Linked DNA regions of Zea mays: region 1 is linked to region 2. The links are chromatin contacts, called in public Hi-C maps. All regions are on one chromosome and are shown on one strand. Each heading gives the region's core, a stretch centred on a gene start, on an enhancer-like site or on the middle of the called end of the contact. The rest is flanking DNA. Distances are from core to core; before and after follow the strand shown. Region 1 holds the start of LOC100285830. Region 2 has its middle 54 kb from the start of LOC100282187.

Region 1 (7,339 bases), core at 1,305-3,804, 250 kb before region 2:
TGTTTAAAGCGGAACATGGTCAGTGTCTAGGTTTAGGAGAAACGAGGTTTTGATACTAAGTATAGGGAGAACTAACATCCTATTGGTTTACGATGTCATGCGACGTACATTCAGCCTAGAGAAACGGTGTATACTGAGGTTACGTAAGTTGACATACCTGCAACACCGAGCGGCAGCTGAGAAGCAAGTAGATATGGCAATGGATAACCGCGACACGATATCCGATGTGTATTTACTTCATTAGGGTATGTATATGGGTTAAATATTCTACCGGCCGTGTGTTTCTTATTGGACAAAAATCTTCATCCAATGGGTAAACGGGTATTAGAACGTTCCACGCTCACCCATATAACTGTTAACCTGTAGGTATAAAATACACAGTATAAACTTAGACCAAAAGCATGAACTTGGGCTTCAGTCATCCATCTTTTTTACTATTTAATAACCTTTTGTGCTATAGTGTTATAGAAGGCTTAACGACTATTTGATGACCATGTAATGAAACATGTAATGTGCTATGTAGTACTATCCTAGTGTTGCTACTTTATTCAATTATCTTTGGTGTTGTTAAATAGATGGTTAAATGATGGTAGAAATTTTATAATGTTATTTAGATGGATATATTTGTATAATATATCATTTTGATAGATGTTTAAAGTGCCTTGACGGTTGACCCATACCCATGGTATGAGTACGGTGTAAATCCATATTCACTACGATGGTGTTATTTTTGTCGTATGTATAGATATAATGTAGTACCGATGATATTTATCCATTGCTATATCCAGAAGCAAGCTTGTGCAGAGACCAGCCCAGGTACAGTGACGGCCAACTTGGCGAGTGGCCCAGGCGGGCGTGTTTCGGCGGCCCAGACCAGTGCGGCGCGGATGGCCCAGGCGGGCGTGTTTCGGCGGCCCAGACCAGTGCGGTGCGGCTGGCCCAGGCTCGACGCGCGACCAGCCCAAGCGCAAGGAGGCAACCCGGTCCAGAAGGAGCCGGTGAGGGCTGAATTGGAAAGTTTGGCCCAGATTGGATCAAACCGAGTCGAATTGGACTAGTAGACCTATTCGGAGTTTGATTTAGGCACATAGATAGTTAATTCACCTTGTTTTTTAGCAGACTTTGAGAGAGAGAGAGAGAGAGAGTATATTAGACCCAAGATTATGTTTTTATCTAGAGTTTGCGAAGTTTCGTGGAGAAATCTTTGTGATGTTTTGGAGAGCATTTTATACACATAAACTTGGCAATAAAGTTGATGTTTATGCAAAATCAGTGTGGTAATCTCGTTCCTCTTTCTTTGCTTATCATTTATATCCCTAGCTTTTGATTATAGATTGATTTATTAATTTCAATTGTTACTATTGACTTGATTCAACTATAATATTGCTAGGGCATATCTGCAAAGTTTAGTTGCTTAATCTTTCATGGTTCTTGAATAATCACGAAACTAGGGCTTGATCAATTCTCGTCACAACAATCTTGTTTTGTTAATATCTCCAGATCCGCAAGTCCGATTGACATGATTTTCAGTTGGTTAGTTGCATAATTTTATCTAGTCTATTTTGACAAAGTTCCAGGTCAATCGGAGTTACAGATTTTGACAATATAATTTTAACTAACAAAATATAGTTCTATCCACAATTGAGAAGCATGAATTAATTAGGTTTTGTAAATCATGAGGTGTTATAATTATTCTCTTATTTTTTTACCTTCCACAATCAATTACCCACTCTGATTGCCTATCCTTGCCTTTTGATCCTATAAGGCTTTGTTCGTTTACACCAATCCCGCTCTGGATTAGCATGGATTGGAATTAAATCCATGTCTCAATACATGCCCCAAAATAATCCATGACTACTTAATTTTTTTATTCGGTTAAACCCATCATGGAATATAACCCAAAGGTTTGGGAATTTTTTAAACTATAGAAGACATGGATTCTATCCATAGCCCATTAAGTATGGAACAAATCCATGAGATATTGCACAAGTTTACATTAGAATCCATGGATCAAAAGAATAATTAGCTTTGAAAGTCACATGGATTTGTTGATAGATTTAATCCCACCATGGGATTGGGTGTGAGATATGGATTCACCCAATCCATACCCGGATTAAATCCATGGTGGGATTATATCCCATGTAACCGAATAAGGCCTAAGTGTTATTGGAGCTAGTTTTTCCTCTTCTAATTAATCATAACCGATTATTAGAATAAATAGCAATGGACATGTATTCCATAAAACCGTGTGTTTTTAAAGGTGTTGTTTTAAGTTCGGGAAGGCAAGGATGGAGATATATATTCAATCACAAGGCTCGCTGATTTAGGAGAAATGGACAAATGGCCACTTCTTTTCAAGTACATGATCAACAACGCTAGTAGGGCGAATGTGGAAAATTTGATCATCCAAGACTTGAAAGGAGTGATTTAAATTTTGGATTTAGATCTAAATGAATGTAGGTGACTCGTACCCTAGACCCAGTTACAGCCACGAGCCACCCAGGCACCCAGCGTAGCCCATGCCCATCCCAAGTCACGAATTCCTATCCGGCAGGTACGCCACAGCTTCCATAATGCTCCGGCTGGCCTTCCCGCTCGTCTCCCATCTCCCACGCCGGAAACCGTCCGCAATCCGCCCACGCCCTCCACCCGCTCGACGATATGCCTCCGCGGCCGCCGTCACCGCCTCCTCCTTCTCCCCACCTCACTCTCCCTTGCTACCGCCGCTACCCCCGGCCTCCGCCTACGTCCACCTTCCCTTCTGCCGCAAGCGCTGCCACTACTGCGACTTCCCCATCATCGCCCTCGGCTCATCGTCAGCCCCCTCCCGTGGCGAGGCCGCGGAAGACCCCAGGATCGTTGACTACGTGAACCTCTTGCTCCGCGAGGTCTCCGCCACGCGCCCGGTTTCCGACGATGGCGTGCCGCTCGAGACCGTCTTCTTCGGTGGGGGCACGCCGTCGCTCGTCCCGCCGCGCCTGGTCGCCACGGTCCTCGACGCGCTGCGCGCCAGGTTCGGCCTGTCGGCGCGCCCCGAGGTCTCCATCGAGATGGACCCCGGCACGTTCGATGCCGCCAGGCTCAAGGAGCTCGTGGGCGTGGGCGTCAACCGCGTCTCGCTCGGCGTGCAGGCGTTCCAGGAGGACCTGCTGCGGGCGTGCGGACGCGCGCACGGCGTGAAGGAGGTGCACGAGGCCGTCGCGATCGTGACGGCGTGCGAGGGGCTGCAGAACTGGAGCATGGACCTCATCTCCTCGCTGCCGAATCAAACCGAGGAGATGTGGGAGGAAAGCTTGAGGTGCACGGTGGATGCAAGGCCCACTCACGTTTCTGTGTATGATCTGCAAATTGAGCAGGGCACCAAGTTTGGGCAGATGTAAGTGATTTTTCTTCTCCCTGTGTTGTCTACAACTTTTTACAGAAACAAATGGTAGGCATTCTCATCTGGTTTGTGCCTGCCATAAGCAACATCATCACAGCAATCAATCTCAGCTAAACGAGCAGCACTACTCGAACTGTCATCTGTCCTCCTACTTTCCCATGGCACGGATGCACTCAACGCCTCACGTTTTGCATTCATACTCCGGCCACTCTTCATATGAGAACTGGCAGGTGAAGAGACCTGTTGGCTCTGATCTCCATGCCCCACCCAGACTTCCAAATCTGATGTAGTTGACACATCATTGCATTGTTCCACCCAACTTTCGGTGGTTAGTTTGCCATCTTCTCCAATGTCCCATTGATCCTCTCCATCTTCACCAGCTTCTTGGACTTAAATGAAACTGGGCAACACCATAGCATTCTCACGATGTCTCCAATGAATTGACTCATCCCTGACCATGATCACCCCTGAAAACAAATAGGTTATATGTTTTTCATAAGCACCATAAAGTAGCAGCACAAGCACAATTCAAAATGCCATTATTTGTGTTACTGATGATCCACCTGTGGGCAACCGACTCAAAGTCAGTAACGCTCTTTTCTTTGTTTATTTTACAATGCTTACTACAAGACGTTATTTTAGTTTGTGGAATAAAAGTTTACCCTTTAATTCGGTTTGGGCCTAACCATGTACTTTGGGCAGCATCACCATGAATTTAGTACATCTGCCACCATACACTCATAAATTTACAGTTTGTGCACAGTAATTTACTATCACCATGTGCTTAGGCCATGTTTAGTTCTGTTGCCCATTATGGATGATGAAGTATTTGAACAAACATTATGGAATCCACCGTAGTATTTGAACATATTGCTTAGGCCATGTTTAGTTCAGTGATTCCATAATGTAGTATTTGAACAATGAACACTACATGTAGATGCAAGCCAGCAATATTAATTGTTGTGTGTGTACGTTTGGGCCTTGTTAAGACCATTGTGCTTCAGTTGAAGAGACGAATGGACACTGATTCTTATATTATATTCGTATGTAACTTTTTGCAGGTATACTCCTGGTGTCTTTCCTCTGCCGAGTGACACCGAATCTGCAAACTTCTACAGGATTGCTTCGAAGCGACTTTCTGAAGCAGGTTATAACCACTATGAGATCAGTAGCTACTGCAAGCCTGGATACGAGTGCAAGCACAACCTAACATACTGGCAAAACCGACCCTTCTATGCCTTTGGTCTTGGATCTGCGAGCTACATTAACGGTGTGAGGTACTCCAGGCCCAGAAGAACAAAGGAGTATGCAGAATGGGTTCAGAAGTTAGAGGATGGAACGTGGAGACATGAGTCTAGAAGCTCTGATCTGAAGGACATGGCACTGGATGTGGTTATGCTATCGCTGAGAACAGCTTGGGGGCTTGATTTGCAAAGTTTCAGTAAATCCTTTGGGAAAAGCCTGGCGCTATCACTGTGTAACACATTTAAGCCTTTTGTGGAGAGTGGGCATGTAATTGCAATGGATATGGATCGACAAGCCTTGCCACATACTGATTTTGAGTTGGACCTGCAAAATGAAGATGGTTTTGGAAGCAGAATTGCATTCATCCGTCTCAGCGACCCAGATGGATTTTTGTTGTCCAACGAGTTGATTTCACTTGCTTTTGGGATTATCTCACCTTGATCTAACATTAATATAGATGCATTTCCATTTGGTTGATTTGATGAGGCCGAACCGAGGTCGGCTCATCTTTCTAATCTTATATGTTGACATTAGCTGGTTGCCACAATGCAGCGCATACAACAAGTAGCAATCCGGACTCAAATAACTTCACCTGTGGCACAAACCAATCAACTGGTTTCTGTCACACACACAGTTTACTTAGAAAACCAAACGCTTATAGTATATATGTGCCTTAAGATGTCCATACGACATAGACAAAAAAAGGAAAATATTACTATCTATATTTTAAATTATAAAAATATTTTAGTTTTTCTAGATATATTGTTTTTATTATGTCTAGACATAGCGTGTATCTAATAGCATAATAAATGTTATTAATGTTAAAAGGTTAGAATGTCTTCTAATTTAGAAGGGTGAAAGTAGAAATAATGCTGTATTACATAATGTTAGACTCTATATTACTACTGACGTCTTACTCCATTCTCTACAGGAACAGTTGGACAGGGAAAACACTCGGATTAGTAATCTTAGAACATCTTAGCAATTCATCACTTGAACCATAATATTATACCAAATATCAGCACACCACACTCAAATATAACATGAAGATGTGCGAGGCTCAAAAGCCTGGATATGGATGTACTATAGTAGAACTTTTAGTTAGTCATGTATTTTTATTAAGCTAACTCGTCTGGTTATGCTTCGAGCATGAAGAGATTGAAATTAATTAATAAAATGATAAACTGTATATCATGGCCATTGAAAAATGTATTTAGGCCATAAGGATATGTACAACCCACATAAATGGTATGTATCTTAAGAGGTATCTAAGGGTATGTACAATAAGTGTCTTGAGTTGTGTCTTAGGGAGTGAATGTAAAAAACTCAGGACATGTATCTTTACGAAGACACAGTATTTTAGCTCTATGTTTGAGACAGTAGACTATCTAATTGGTCAATTTAATTTATTGAATGCTCTGATTGATACAGTAAATATGATAAGACACATGTTTTAGACATATCCACTGTATTATGTTGTGTTTTAGTTGTGTCTTATACTTAGTACCGTGCAACTGTGTCAGAGTTATACATGCCCTAAGAGGGTGTAAAAAATACATAGACGTATTTTGACAAAGGAACGTCTCAAACACGATTCAAGTCTTGCTACTGTTAAACTTATACAACTCATATAAATGAGCAATATCATATACAAGACTTAAATGCATTGGGTTGTATGAATAAGTTTCTAATGTTTGGAGAAGCACAACATAGTATCTATGTTGTATATTTTGATAAATTAAATGACAACACGATCAAAGAACTATTAATATTCATAAAATTTACTATTTTTGTATAGTGGTAAAATTATAAAGACTACACAATTGTAAATTATCCGGCAGCTTCCAATCTCTGGTGGTATGGGCCCCAACCCCAACAAATCTTGATATTCATGAATCCTGAATGAAGGGGCAGTCGGCCGTGCTTTCAAATGACCCATGTGCGGTAAATGTAAAACGGGAATCTCACATGCATCGTACTATTGGGGTGTTTGGTCTCCATATATTAATTTTTAGTTCCTCAATTCTATTTAATTTTAGTTTATAAATTACTAAATATAAAAACTAAAATAGAGTTTTAGTTTTCGCATTTGATAATTTAAAGACTAAATGGAACAAAATAGAGTGACTAAAATATAATCTCTAGAAATCAAACACCCGTATCTCAGAACATATATTGCTTCAGAGCTTCAAACCTTGGTACTAGAAAGGATCGGAGAGTATGCAGTCGCGAGAAGGTTCGAAACCCGTTTCTTTTTACATGTGCAAACAAGGCACTTGCAAATATATAAAGTTCAGAGTCATTTGAACATATGGTAAGGGGCGACCATATAGAGCATGTGGTGTTATTATCTATATATATACAAAAAAGGGGGCAGGATCATGGTGTTCGGCAACTACAATTTTACAAAGGTTCATGACACCAAAGCATTGAACACCACCTCCTAGACAAAAAGCAACATGGTGGACTGATCTCTGCCGTTGCCCTGGAACCTGAGCACTGCAGAGATGGCTGTTCAAATTAGCTATGTACCTACGGATGCGTTGCTGATCCAAAGGCGAAAGGGAAAGCGGTGGATTTAGTGGCAACATAGATGCTTCCTGTACTAAAAACGTGAGCAAGATGATAGACTTCGAATATAGCTCTGCGGATCTGCTTTGATTTCCTAAAACTTCATTCGCCTGAAACGATAAGTAAATAAAAAGTCAATAA
Region 2 (6,545 bases), core at 3,612-6,111:
TGTGGTAGCTGTGAGGGCAGGTGCGAGGGCGAGGTCGGGTGCTAGGCAAGCATAGTAGTTGGCTGCACGAGCGCTCGGGGCCCATAGAACAGTAGGTGAGAGAGCACTGCTCGGGCGCGCTGGGTGTGGGGCCCACAGGGCACGGCGCGTTATCACCAGACGCCCACATTAGATTCTTATATAGTAGTATAGATGTGTATTTTGAGACTGATTAAGTAGATTAATTAATATAATAATGATAGTCATGGTAGTGCTCGATATGACTTATTATTTATTACCAAAACGATCACTCATCTGATCGAATCATGGAAGTGTTGAGATGGCTGCTGGGTATTACACAATCAAGCTGCTATCTAGTCAATGTTTGATACCACATCTTTCAATAATTATATTACCCTGCTTTCATATAAAACATTGTTCGTGTCGTCTACTAAGACCAAAGCAACTAGATCAGCCAACCACTTGTGAATGCAAGGTATGATTCGCAAAAATATGTGTAAAAGTATGCAAGGTAAATGCAAGGTATGATTCTAGACTTAGTAAATTGTTTTTGGTACTAACATATTCTACTAAGTGCTAGGAACCTTGTCAAATCAAAAGAGATTGGATTGGAGAAGTTTGGCTACGCCCAGCCAAACTTGCACCAGTCTACGATCGCACCGGACAGTGTCCGGTGCTCAGGCTGGCGCGCGCGGCGAACTGACTACTCTCAAGAAAAGTTGGAGGAGTCGTGGCTATAATTCACCGTATTATCCGGTGTGCACAGAACTGTCCGGTGTGGCAGCCGCTCCTACGCCAACGGTCGGTCGAACGATCAGCGGGCGACGCGTGGACTTCACCAACAATCGGAAGGTCACATCGGATTGTCCGGTGTACCACGGGGTCATGGCTGTAACGTACGACTTCGCCGAAAAAGGAAGAAAACCATGCACTGTTCACTGTCTGGTGGTGCACCAGACTGTCCGGTGCGCCCACGGACAGAAGGCAACTAAAGCCTTCCAAATGGAGTTCAAACGGCTCCTAGCTGTCTTGGGGCATAAAAAAGGGACCCCCTGTACGCATGGAGTAGAACACCAAACAGCTCTTGAACATCCTAAGACACCAAGGCTTTGCATTCACGCATCTGGTTCACTGTGATAGAGATTCGAGCACTTTTCTGAGTTGTAACTCCGTTGCGTTGCTTTCGTGTGCTCGTTCTTGTCTTGTGTGTGTGTTGGTGCTGCAACTCTCGCTCTTGTGTGTCGCTATTCCCTCCTTACTCCTGTGCTCATTTGAGATCTTTTGTGTAAGGTGTGAGAGACTCAAAAGTGTGAAGATTTCTCACAAACGGATATAATTGAGATAAAGAGAACCGTGATATTCAAGTTAATCTTTGGATCATTTAAAATGAGTTGAGTGTAACCCTCGTCTAGTGGGACGCCACAATATTTTATTTTATAAGTTAGAACTTTTTAAAGAAAAGAATAAATTAAACTATAGATAACTAATGTAGGAGACACGCTGAAATATTTCTTCGTTGGACCAAGTACGTTCGTGTCACATGTATGTACCAAAAACACGGGCACGCGGCTTTACCAATATTATAAAGATTATGTGCGTACGTAGCAGCCTGTGATGTTTCTAAATGTAGCTTAAGGCTCGCGTACATGGCTGGTATATTACGGTTGATTAAAATGCATGCCTAACAAGTGATATGTATAATTAAAATGTCCTAAAAGACGACTGCGACGGGTGTGATTCGATGCTCATCATCCGAAAACCTAAAAGCGACCCGACGTACGCCTTTTTAATTTCCACGTCAGAACTAGCCTAGCTAAATGGGTGATGCGTGCAAAATCTGTAGCTGTCAAGGGAAGTACTATACACTCGCCGTATTCCCCAAGGGAAAAATATCTAAGCCTACTCAGATGAAAGCGAAAACACGGAGAGAAATATCTAAGTGCACGCGGGCACGCGACATACATATATATACCAACGGTACAGAAGAACAGTCGCACTCGCACTAAATACAAAAATACCATCATCTTAAAACACTATTATATATGAATCTAAATATATAGCATGCATACACAGAATTTATATATTTTTTGCTGCGTTATTAGTCAAACATTCAAAAGGTTATCTTTTCTAAATACATGCATGCACGTCTTGATCAATAGGATGAAGAGAGTACTAACTTTTAGCTGTACTGGCATCAATCTATATCAACAGATCATGTAACAAGTGGTAGTGATTCGCTATAGATCTTTTTCACCGCAAGACTCTTGCGTAGCCACACTAGTTAACTTCCCATGACAGTCCATCACCGCCACTCGCTTAAGAACCAACGCTCATAATAATGTCTATCGGCCTATCAGTGTCGAATTCTGCTAGTACACATCACTACTGGTTCTAGCCACGTACGGAACAGTAGTGACATTGTTAGGTCATTATTGCCGATTCGCAAATGAAAGGATCGCTATCGGTTCGGGATATGATACAGTTGATAACTGTTCAAAAACCTTTATAATCTTATCATATGAAATCTCATAAAAAAATATTACATCAAAGTTGTTGTACTCGTTGCGGTCTCCAACTTTATAATTGATATTTTTTTTCATTTCAAAGCGTTTTGATGCCGAAATATTCGAAAGACTATATAGTTACGCCAAAAGATTCCATATGTTCTATAGTCAAAGTGAATGTGTAGTGGTAAGAAAAGATCTTATATGGAACAAAAACGGCCAAAAAGAATATATATATACCTTAAAAAGTTATGTAACTTTGTAGTTTACAACTTTTTTTATTTAAAATTATTTTAATTTTAAGATATTTGATTCACAAGAATTTATAGGATTGATACCAAGGGGATTCATGTGCTCTATAGTTACTAGTGACTACATGAGTGAGTGTTTATTAGTGCTAGAGAATGATCTTAGATGGAGAAATGCTAAAAAAACAAAAGTTCTATATCTCCAAAAAATCTACAACTTGTAGCTTGCGACTTTTTCAATTAAAATTATCTATCTAATGAAATTATGTTTGAATTAAAATTAACTAAATAGACACGTGGCAGTACAGGGATGGTTTTAAGTAACGATGGGGTGGATGGGGCTAGACCCCCCCCCCCTAAAGTTTAAAACGTAATTTTATTGTATATTTTATGGTTTTCATAGTTTATCGATGTTTGAATATATTTGTCTATAATAGGTGATTTAGTGAGATTATATTGTTATATCGGTTTATTTAAGCCCCCTAAAAAAATCCCGGCTCAGTCGCTGAGCCAGTGTCACGTGAAAAAGCAAGCCCTCTCCTCCACCTCTTCCTCGTGCATGTGTTTACGCCGACCAGTGTTGCGTCGTAGTGCTTCCATGGCATGCGCCACGCACCATGCAGTGGAGCTGTGGGGGTGGAGCACAAAAAAAAAATGAAGGCACTGCCGGCGCTCCCTGCTGCTGCATTGCATTGCATGCAGTTGCAGCTGCCTGAAACTCTGCCAGAACCGGTGGTGGTGGGCACGGTGTGGAGGGGTGGATGGATGAGGTCCTTGCGCTGCGCCTGCCTCCGTTAGCGAGAGCACGCTGGCCTGGCCTCCCGGCGTCCTGTTCGTTTGTTCCCGCACACATAACTCCGCCACTGTGCAGGCATCAGCATATGCATCACAGCGCCCTGCAGCTGCCATCGATCCTCCCTGTAACGCAACTGTAATCGCCGTGAGCTTGCCAGGCAGGTGGGGCGGTCCCTCCCGTCTCCGATCCCTGCTGCGGCGGCGATGAGCACGCACGCTGGCCCGGCCGGCGCGGCCCCCCTCCTGTCGTCGTTTGAGAGAAAAAGGACGCTTCAGTCCTTGAGAGGGCACATCGCATCCCTTTCAGTTTAGTCCTTTCTTCTTAAGTCTGAAACTATGAATCGATCCAGTAGTCGGCGAATTCTGAAGAACGAAACTCGCTGCAGTCGCTGTACTGCACGCACCGCACGCAGGCAAGGAATGTGAGCGAAGCTCGCTGCTAGGTGCTAGCCGGACTCCGGATCGGAGGCATGTGAGTTTGAGCAGCTAGCAACACAGCATGGGCATGGCGCGCGCGCGAATCAGGCGGCGAGCGTCTCGGCCTGCTGGCCGGTCGCGGTCGGGGCGCGGCGTCGTCACGGCGCCGCGTACGTACACGCGTACATGCTGCATGCCCACTTAAAAATCCATAATCGAACTGATGGAGGGCACACAACAACAGCTAACATGCATGAGCGGCATACCGCATCTGTCTGTCCATCGACGACGAGCGAACGAAGCAAGCCCTATGTATGTATATAGGAGGTTGACAGGTTGTAGGCTCAACTGAAACCCTTTCTGAATTCTGATCCTGACTCCTGAAGTGAAAGCTGAAACCCTGAGCTCTGATGGGGTTAATGCATGGCGCGTCACATGCATACATGCGCGTAGGATCTGAGGCTCCCAGTCAGGCGCTCAGCTGCTGTGCGGCGGCGCAACCAGCAAGCGCTGCTACATACGCGGCACCACCCTGCATTCTCTGCTGCTGCCGCCAACGAGGAATTCGGTCATACAGAACACGTACCGATGACACCACCGGCAAGCCAGCAGCAATCACGAGGCGAGCAGAGTCCCCGGATCGTCCGCGTATGCTAGCTGTGGCTCGCCGGCGGCTTCGGGGTCGACCCGCGCGTCGGGGTGACGCTCGCTCAGGTCTCAAGGTGGGTTGCGGTGGGGGAGATCGGCGGTGGCGGGCAGCCGGGCCGGGCGGGCTCGGAGGCGGAGCGGAAACTATTTTCGGTGGGAACAAACTTGTGGGCCTGATGGTTTCATGGACTGCTGGACCATTGTGGTCTAGGACGAGCAACCACCTATCCGACTAATGGGCCAAGATGCATCGATCAGCCTGCCACTTGGGCTTTAGCGATACTTGGAACGCGCCTGACATTCTACACCCAGTACACGGCCCAACTAACTGTCACGACCCAGGGAAACTTTCCTTCCCTCGTCTAGAAGTAAAAGGATCCGAATCTCCACGAAGAGATTGATCTTAACGTAGATTCGTTACGTACTAGTAAAATTTATAGTTTTTAAAAATATAGCTTAAATGTTTGAATTATAATATTTTATGTTCATGAAAAAATATAAAGTGTTTTTTATTATATTAAAATTTATTATAAAGTGTAGCAACATATATTGTTTATTATACAGAGTGCTTTTTATCTAAATTCAAAATGATTTTTACATGTTCTAAAATGTTTTGAAAATAAATTTAAATTAATCTAAAAATTAAAAAGATAAAACTTCCTCCTATCTCTTTTTGACCTGAAGGCCTAGTTCCCTCGCTCGACCTATAGTTGTGTGCCAGTACGCTCCGCACTGACCTACGTCACTCGCGGTCACGCCCACTCCGTTTCAGGCTTTCCTGTCCAACATGACCTCATACTGCACACTACAGTGGTGCGGAGGGGCAGAACTGTACGCACACACGTTGCACGGTGCTCGTCTCCTATCATCCAGGCCACCTAACCCAATCGGCAGGAATGGACACACGAAACATACCACTCCACTATTTTGACGATGATGAAGTGTGTCTCCCTCCCGCTCCCTAGGGTACTCCCTAGGGCATTGTCCGTCGTGCTCCTCCCCATGCCCTCCTTGTGCGTGTACCCGTCGATTCACTACCTCGCACTCAAGGACGGCTCTGCAGCGCCACTCATCGACGTGAGCGCTCCTGCCTCCATGTCATGCGTGGCTCCGCAACCCCACCCCACGGCGTGAGTCTGACCGCCTCCACTACCTGAGCGTCAACATCTGTCGCGCTCCTACCAACCTCGCCTCCCTGCCACACCACCTCTAACGACCCCACATCCTCTCGACTGCGCTGCTACCACCACCTCATCTCGACCTCGCTGCCAAGCTCGCGTCCCCGTCATCACCCATGTTGGGCTCGGTCTGGACTCGTCCAAGCCGCTGCGGCGATGCGCACGCCAGCTAAGGGTGATCGAGCGCGCATATGATCTGGAGGATGCGGTGCCCATAAGGGTGGCCACGGAGGCCGAGGATGAGGATGAAGTGGTTGCTCTGTAAGGGTGGTGCCAATGGGGGCGGTAGGACGGGCGGCATGGGGCCTCTATCGCCTGGCGCATAGAGAGAGGTGGTCGAGTGGGTGTCCTCGAACGACGCGGCTAGCGCCCAGCGAGAGCGGGCGATATCGCCCCGCTCTCGCCCGCGCTGGAGCGCTCGCCCAGGGGAGAGGGAGGGCGACGCGTTGGCGCGGACGAGATGGCGAGCGAGAGCAACAGACGAGAGTGACGTGGCGGCTTCTGATTGGTCCATGTGTGGTAGTCGTTGCAATTATCCATTTTGACTGTTTGGAGTAAAAAATGGTAAAAAATACAAAAAATCACAAATTTCATCACCAAGCCCTCTACAAATACCCTTACCTAGGTGGATCTCATTCCACACAACATTTCAATAAAAATCCCCCAACTAGCGGGTTGCAAGGGGGTGGTTTCGAGTGGAGCGTCACGAGCTAGACCCAAATCCCCTATCGCCAGGGGTGACCAATCGGTTCAAG

Evidence for each region. Hi-C and Micro-C count contacts between places; a contact is called where the count stands out from the background.
Region 1: a Hi-C map of tassel shows a contact between it and region 2, with 2.6 times the contacts expected there. The contact joins the promoter of LOC100285830 here to the enhancer-like site in region 2. A contact is called at or near these places in 2 of 25 Hi-C or Micro-C datasets (bundle sheath and tassel).

Annotation. Positions count from the first base shown.
Region 1 is chr1:4,791,127-4,798,465 of Zm-B73-REFERENCE-NAM-5.0, reverse strand. LOC100285830 reads left to right here and starts at 2,554. Exons shown (of 2, transcript NM_001158720.2): 1 at 2,554-3,376; 2 at 4,444-5,138. The coding sequence starts at 2,574. The coding sequence ends at 5,068. It overlaps LOC100217148, which reads right to left. Exons shown (of 13, transcript NM_001143514.1): 13 at 6,944-7,308.
Region 2 is chr1:4,541,552-4,548,096 of Zm-B73-REFERENCE-NAM-5.0, reverse strand. No RefSeq gene overlaps it. Among protein-coding and RNA genes, the nearest start is that of LOC100282187, 54 kb to the right of the region's middle. Within about 2 kb of position 4,861, at least 18 of the 20 cell types and tissues checked have an H3K27ac peak or open chromatin away from gene starts, as enhancers often do. A contact at or near this core is called in bundle sheath and tassel, where this site is marked.